2 separate regions of the Gossypium arboreum genome follow, and region 2 is linked to region 1. A link is a contact called in public Hi-C data. All regions are on one chromosome and are shown on one strand. Each heading gives the region's core, a stretch centred on a gene start, on an enhancer-like site or on the middle of the called end of the contact. The rest is flanking DNA. Distances are from core to core; before and after follow the strand shown.

Region 1 (4,152 bases), core at 966-3,465:
TCACAAAATCAAGTCACATTTTACCGTTCACATGGAAGCCAGAGTCATTATAGTGTTCTGACCCCTCCAATGAGAAGTGGTAGAGACCTTCTCCAGAATAGTCAACATAAAAGAAAATTTTTTATGATGGAAAAAGAGAAAGAAGAAATGTTTTGATAAAAACCAAAATCTACAGTTAAAAGACAGTTTTTGAGAGATCAAAATCATAAAAGAAACTCATTTCATGATTGTATTAAGACACGTATGACAGATATCATACTGGCACAAACCTGCATGCATTGAATATCACTACTAACGCAACAAAGTCATTAGAAACGCACATCTGACTTTAACCAAGCATCATTCAATAAAAAAAATGTGATATCAAAAGAGATACTGTAGAAATTAAAAAAAAAAAAAGAATTAGAAGCCATGAAATGAATGCAATAAAATACCAGCTTTAGCCATGTGAAACTTGTAACTATTTCAGCCTAAAGTCTCATGAGTGCAGGCAATACTGCATTCAAAAACAACACAACATTTGAATTTTAATGTAACAGAGAAGGCAGAACAGATTGCAAAGAAATCCATGAAATCAAAACCTGAAACAGTTTTCAAGAATCAGCAATGCAGATTAGACAAGTACCTCGCGGTGCCTCTTTAGAAAGTCGTGTTGGAGCATCAACAGCCGAATTAGAAGGGCGTGATGGCCGCACCCCAAAAGCCTGTGCATACGTCTCATCATACTCCTCAAACACAGCCTTCCGGAAAGAACAAACAGTAGCCTTATTCTTAAGAAACTCAATGCTTTGCTGGTCAAAAGCTCCAGTGTCTGATGCCAATTGTTTCACAAATGAAAGGGTCTCACTAGGCTTAAAACTATTTCTTGCATTCCTAATCTGATTCACTGAATAAACCCCATTTGGTTCATAATCAGGCACATCAACTACAAAGTACCCTTGGACATTTGTGGGCCGAAAATTATATGGGTTCCTACATTTACAAGCCAAACCAAGACCACGCCTCCGACTTGCCTCATCCATGGCCTCTTCCACAGCCTTGACAAAAGTCCTCGAGTTTGTCTGCTGTGATTTCTCCATAAAATGACGATCAAAAGGGACAAGCTCAGCTGGGTCGAACCATCCATAACTACTATCCCCAAAGAACGCAACTAACACATGTCCCTCTCTCCTTGTCCGCCGTACAGATGAAGATGCAAATGCTTCGTTAAATATATGCCCAGGCCACCAAGGATGAGATTTCACCTTTCCCCAAACCATATCACCCACTTCAAACCCATAACTCAACGCCCTTGAAGTCCCTCCACCAATTCTATCATTGGCTACATAATCATCGAACTCAGATAACAAGGACTTATAGTCTGAACCAGTATCCTTCTCCAGCTTCTCTGAATTCTCTATTCTATCATTCTCATCGTCGTTTATCATATCATTCTGTTCCACTCGATCATTTACATCAAAAACCCTAGATTCGTCGCCTATTCTTCTATCTGCACTATTGGCATTACTCTCCCTAACCTCCTCAGATCTATTATTCTCTGAAACCCTAAAATCTTTCAAATCGAGCTCCATTGGAGAAACCCTAGCTTCTTCATCAGAAACTCCTAAGCTCAATCTATTGTCTTCATTACGGCTACCAATAGCTTCATCGGTAGAAACCCTAGCTTTCTCTTCGATTTTATCCGATCGTTTATCAAATTCAGCATCGTCGTTCACAACAGGTATCATTCTTTTAATAGCTAAAGCAAAATAAAGAAGCAAAGTCAAAGCCCTGTAAAATTCTAGAGCTTAAATGAGATACATGTAACTGATAAACATACCTTTGTTAGAGAACGATTACAGAAGTTGTTCTTTATTTTTTTCCAGGAAAGTGAGAGAAAATTAGGGAAGAGAGATTTTTTTAGGATAATAATTATAATAGATACAAATGAAACAGTGAAGATAATAAACCAAAGACATAGAGAAAGAGGTGTGTTTGGATGGAAAGAAAATCTGGGGATTTTGCGATTTTCCCTTTCTCTACTGCCCTCGTTATATTTTCCTTTTATTTTACTTTTAAAAAAGTTCGGAGATTATTACGGCTGGTTGATTGTATATATGGATTTTATAGGGCACAACAGCGGTGTACAAATGGCTCAGTACACATCAATCATCGACCGTACCTCGTTTTTCAGAACCGCCTGATCCATTATATTTCGAGACGGCGATATTGATATTATAAGGGTAACTGTGAGATTATATTAGTAGTAAGATATATGATTAGTTAAGTTGGGTAAATTATTTACGTAGTCATTTAATTATTATGTGTTTTGTTTTATTCATTTAGTTTAAAAATTATTTAATTATTAATGTTATCTACATTTGATATTTTAGTCGCTCTTCTTATGAAATTATTTTTTATTTAAATTTTCGATAAAATTATTAACAAAATGCTAACATGGTATTTTGTTATTAGTATAATAGTAAATTTAGTCTTTAAATATTTATGAATTCTATTAATTTGATCCTAATTCTATAAAACTAAATAAATTTAATCCTTAACTTTATATATTCTACCAATTTAATCTTGATTTTAATTTTTTAAATAAATAAAATAAAAAATAGGCCTCTTATAAAAATAATATTTAAAAATTAATTAATTAAAAAATGAAATGAAGAACAAATTAATTACAAAATGTAATGTTTATTACAAGAGCTTTGCGTGTCGCTAGACCTATTCATGGGTCGGCCTGCCTAAAATGTGGGAGGATTTGGACAAAAATATAGGCCCGAAAAATGAGCTTGGATAAAAAAATAAGGTATATTTAAAAAACGGGCCTAGCCCAGTTAATTCACAAAAGATAATTTTTTTGTTTTAATATTATTTTCTTATTGTTTTGCTACCAATTTACTATTATGTTGCTATTATTTTATTGTTATTATTTAGATCTTGTATAAAACTTATTTTATTGTTAATTTTGTTATTATTTTAAAGATATTTGTTAATTTTGTTATTATTTTAGAGATATTTACTTGTTAAGTTGCATCTATCTTAATGTTATTTAAGTATACATATTTTTAAAATTTATTTTCAATTTGTTGGGAAATATTTATCTTGATGTTTTAATATTTTGATGTATTATATATATTTTAAAATTATATAAAATTAATATAGACGGTCGGGTCAGGCTTGGGTTTTAACATTTTTATTCGGGTTTGGCTTTGGGCAAAAATTTTAGACTCATTTTTCGAGTTGGACCCAAGCTTAGTAAACGAGCTTAAATTTTTAGTTGAGCCCAGCCCAACCCGACCCATGCACACCTTTAATTATCGCTTGACACATTGGCAACACAAAAAAATAAAAAAACTGAAAAAGTGAAAAAAATTTAATGAGACTTCACACATCAAATTTAAAAAAAAATTAGCAAAATAAAAATGAAAAAGTAAAAATTAAAAAAGTTGGTTTGTGGTTCCAACACAATAGTAGTTTTTTCCCTGCATTTAATGACTTAATGGCTTTTCCATGCATTATATTCATGCATTTAATGCATTTTCCCTACATTTAACTTTTTTTCTCTGCATTTAATCCGTAAAACAACAGTTTTTTTTTATTTAATCAAGGGGTGTTCCTGATGTATTGGCAGCACCAACTAATTTTTTTTCAACTTTTTTTTCTTGTATATTTTTTAAAAATTAAATTCATTGATGCTGCTAATTTGTCTGGTAACATTTAAAATTATTGTAGTAAACACTCTATTTTCATAATTAATTTATTCTCCACCCTATTTTATAATTAATTAATTTTTAATATTATTTTTATATAAAAAACCTAAAAAGTAGTTAATAATTCACTTTTGATAAACAAAAATACGTAAAAGTTTTAAAAATATAAAAAAGTTATAAAATTAAATATATATTTATTTAAAAATGTTTTTAAATATTTTCCTAATGAAACTTGCAAAGTAGTTCTTGTTTGTTTGTTTCTCATTTATAGTTTACAATAGGATCAATAGAAGCGAAGCCATTGAGTCTTTTTATTCTAACTCTCTTTTCCTTCAACTTTGGGTATTAATTTCTCGTCAGATGTATAGAGCAAGATGATTGATGATCCAATGTAACCCTATGTAATTCATTTTCAATATCTTGATTCTTTTAAAAAAATCGATTTTCGATG
Region 2 (4,152 bases), core at 880-3,379, 260 kb after region 1:
TTGGAGAATTTTCACAAATTATGAAATTAGTTAGGTAAATTTTGTAAAAAAAAGACAATAGTAGAGGTTAATAAATTGTTGAGTAAATTTTAATGTAAATAATAGTAAGATAAAAATGAAAGGAGTTATTTTTAAGTTAGAAAAAATTTATTGTCCATAAGTTCGTAAATTTTGTCCGTAATGAACCGATATAAAATCAAGAATAATAAAAGAAGTCATGATATAATGTTTTTAAAAATATGAAAAGGTTAAAAACTAATATTGTACCAAATTTTGTTATTTTTTATAAATACGAAATATACTACTAAACAAATATTCAAGTAACGAAAAAGAATGTATTAAATGATGCTAAACAAATCTATTAATTGAATACAAAAATTTTGTTAGTGTTATATTTTTTTTTAAAAAAAAGGAGAAAGGAAAAAAAAAAAGTCTGAATGAACAGTAATCGTGTGATCGTCGAGTCACACCGGCATTAGGTGGCAGGTCGGTGCTGACGATCTACTGTCCGGCACCAACGTGCCACTTAATGCTGACGTGACCCAATGGTTACACAACTACTTTTTATCCAGACTTCTTTTTTCTCTTTTTTTTTCTTCTTCTTTCTTCTCCACTATATGTCTCAATGGTCTCCTCCCCACCCATCCACCACCATATTCCACCAGGCCAAAAAGCATTCACTGGAGGTTTTTTTTTTTTTTGCATTTTTTTTGTAATAAGATTAAAATTTTAAGGTATTTTAGCATGTTGTTAATTTGAATGATTTGTTAAATTATTTGTTGTTTTTTTGTATGGTAATTGATAATTTAATTGATATTTATGCAGAAATTGTAATGGATTCTCTTATCCGAGCTACCGACCACACAACGTTTATGATAAAGGAGCCGATAAATGTGGTCTGAGTCAGTTTTAAATAAAATCATATAATTTTTTTTTTAGAAATGTTTTTGAAGTCGTACTCTTTAAAAAATAATCATTCATTAGTTGTGAAAATTAAACTTGAAAACATTAACAAATATCGATTTTATTATATGTACAGAATGAGTATCAGATCTTGAGAACTCAACTTCATGTTCCAATATATTTTCCTGACCATAAGATTATACCGTACTTGGATGCCGCCAGGTTTGGCACAACAGCATTCATTCAAATGTTTAAGGTCGGATTTAATATCTACCCTGGTGGAATGATGCACCCAAAGACCCACGCATTCCATCTTCTGTGTGAGAGTGCACGACAAGAAGATAGCCGGCACCTAAAAAATCATATTTTTCAAACATGGGTGCTGACAAATGGAAGGCCAAGGCAAAAGAAATTATATTTTTACTAGGGTGCCAGCCATTAAAAACACGGGATCAAAAAAACAAAATTTTACTAACATGAGTGCCAGTCACCATGGTGCCATCACCAAAAATATAGAAAAAAAATTATTTTTTTACTAGATGCTAACCACTAGAAACACGGGATCTAAAAAAAAAAATTTACCTGACATGGGTGTCAGCCAACACAGTACTGGTCACTATTCATGCTGTCATTGTTTTAAAAAATGAGTATTCTTGTAAATATTTAATTTTTTTAAAATTAATTGGGTAAAAACCCCACAATTTTTGGAATGTTTCTATTTCAACCAAATTAATTGAAATTTGAATAATGGAAAATATTGGAATAAATTATTCAATCCAAAGCGCAACCTAACATCCTACTGAACGCGGTTGAAAATTGAAACGGTTTAACAATGAACAAAAACGAGTGAGCATAAAAAATATTAAGAAAAGAAGGGCTAGCTTTGAAATAAAACAAAAAGTAGGAGGCTCATTCTGTCAAATGATATATAATTATCAAGTCTACGTTAAATCACTAATTAACATTCATCTCTTATATGTAGAAATATTAAATTATGTTAGAACAATTCGTCAAACGCATATATAATGATTTAACTACCAACTCTGCCAAACAAGACATTTATATAGAAAAACTCATGTAAATATCCTTCCAAAATTAAATTTAAACAAAAAAAAAATTATTAAATAATTTGTGAAAGGATTCAAATTTATAAAGATGTACTAAGCTTTACTCGACTTGAGCAGCCTAACCAGGTTATATATACGCAAGAGTTTTGATATGAAGGTGTGGAGCCAATTTGGTTGGAGTTGTTGTGGTTGGAGGGTGTCTGTGGGCGTCAAATGTTGACCAGACCACAGTGCTTGCTGCTTCTGAAAAATCCTTGAAATAAAGTATTACATTTTCACAGGACTGGGTCTCAGTTGCACACTTGAAACTCCATCAAACTCTGTAAACCGCGTGTAATTTCCCTCATGCTCCATTACTCCAACAATGTTGGCATTCTTTAATTGCCAAATATATAATCTTTCTCCCTCTCACCATCAAATTAGGTGTCGAAACAAGTTCAATGGGTTGTTTCTTCTGCAAATCCCACCCCTTTTCTCTCTTGATTTCTTCCTTTCTTTGTTTTTTTTCTTTCAGTTCTTCCTTCTCCACAGTCTCTATATCTGAAACTTCTAACCTCACATTAGTGTGTGCTTTAGTGCCTTCTCCTGAACTCAACCGATCCTCACTAAATTGTTCTAGCCTTCCAAGTCCTGGGATTCAAACCCCTTTCCATCCTAATGATTCCTTCACTGGGATTGTCTCTGGGGATGGGTTTTTATGCGGTTTCAGACCTTCGTTTTCCTCATCAAATGTTTCGGTCATGCATTGTTGGAGATTCTTCAACAATGGCACTACTATGGAGTTCAAAAGGATTTACAGGGGTCCAGCTCTCAACCAACTCGAAGCTGGAAACTCTCACATTTGTGGTCTTAATGCGACCAACGCTCTTGACTGTTGGCAATGGCCCGAATTCAACCCAACCGGGGATCAAAACTTCTCTGAAATCGCTGTTGGCGAAGGATTTGTGTGTGGATTATCGGAAGATGGAAAAATTAGCTGCCGTGGAAACGGTGCTGGTGTCACTGGCGAAGAGCCTAAAGGGAATTATCAGGTGATTGCTGCGGGCTTTAGGCATGCTTGTGCCATCAGTAGAGGTAATGATTTACAGTGTTGGGGGAATACGGTGGTCGACGATACGCCACGGGGAAAATTCAACGCACTGGCTTTGGGACTGAACCGGAGCTGTGCATTAAGGACTAATAGAACTGTGGTCTGTTGGGGCCAAAATAACTTCAGTCTGCCACAGGAACTGGAAAGGCGTAGCTTTATTGCAATCAAAGCAAAGAGAAATGTTTTTTGTGGAGTTTCAACATTGGATTTTTCCTTGTTTTGTTGGGGTGACGCAAGGTTTAACTCCACCTCTATGGTTTTCTCTCAAGTTTTACCGGGGCCATGTAGGAATACATGTCCATGTGGTTCAGTGTCCGGATCAGGCTCATTTTGCAGCAATGGTGGATCTATATGCGAAGCTTGTGTGTCAATTGCGCCGTCCCTGCCATCAGCTCCCTCGCCGCAACCTCAAAACAGATCCACAAGCAGTGATTGGAATGGCAGAATGATAGCTTTCCTAGTTGTTGGTTGTGTAGGATCCTTCTCTTTGTTACTAGTCGTCGGTTTCTTTGTCTTCAGATATTGCAAAGGTAGAGGTTGCCGTGTTCATGATTCAGGTCGCCTGGAGGAAACCGTGTCCCCAAGTCCGACTAACCGCGATTCCAATCAGCCCCAAGCCTCGTTAGCACACGCAGTTCTGGAGAAGCGTCCGAGCCAATTGACAAGCTTGGCAAATACAGGTGGTTTGGAGGAATTTTCTTTAGAAGTCCTGATTCAAGCCACCAACAATTTCTCTGAGGATCATAAAATCGGGACCGGTAGCTTCGGTTCTGTCTACCGGGCCACGATGGACGATGGGCGTGAAGTGGCCATCAAACGTGCTGAAACGATGACGAGCACTTCATCGTATGCTGTTGGTACCGTGCGTCCAGAAGATAAAGGCAATGCTTTCGTTAATGAGCTGCAGTATTTGTCTCGCCTTCACCACAAAAACCTTGTCCGACTACTGGGATTTTGTGAAACATCGGATGAGCGTGTATTGGTATACGAGTACATGAGAAATGGCACACTCCATGACCATCTCCACAAGCTCCAGTCTTCACCCTTCATGTCATGGGCTACACGGCTTAGGATCGCATTAGATGCCGCCAG

Evidence for each region. Hi-C and Micro-C count contacts between places; a contact is called where the count stands out from the background.
Region 2: a contact with region 1 is called in a Hi-C map of leaf, with 2.5 times the contacts expected there. The contact joins the promoter of LOC128293087 here to the promoter of LOC108453111 in region 1. A contact is called at or near these places in 3 of 5 Hi-C or Micro-C datasets (all in leaf).

The regions. Positions count from the first base shown.
Region 1 is chr5:27,600,332-27,604,483 of ASM2569848v2, forward strand. LOC108453111 (PWWP domain-containing protein 1) reads right to left here and starts at 2,216. Exons shown (of 3, transcript XM_017751039.2): 1 at 1,820-2,216; 2 at 626-1,738. The coding sequence starts at 1,727.
Region 2 is chr5:27,858,396-27,862,547 of ASM2569848v2, forward strand. It overlaps LOC128293087 (serine/threonine-protein kinase-like protein CCR4), which reads left to right and starts at 2,130. Exons shown (of 1, transcript XM_053028422.1): 1 at 2,130-4,152. The coding sequence starts at 2,411.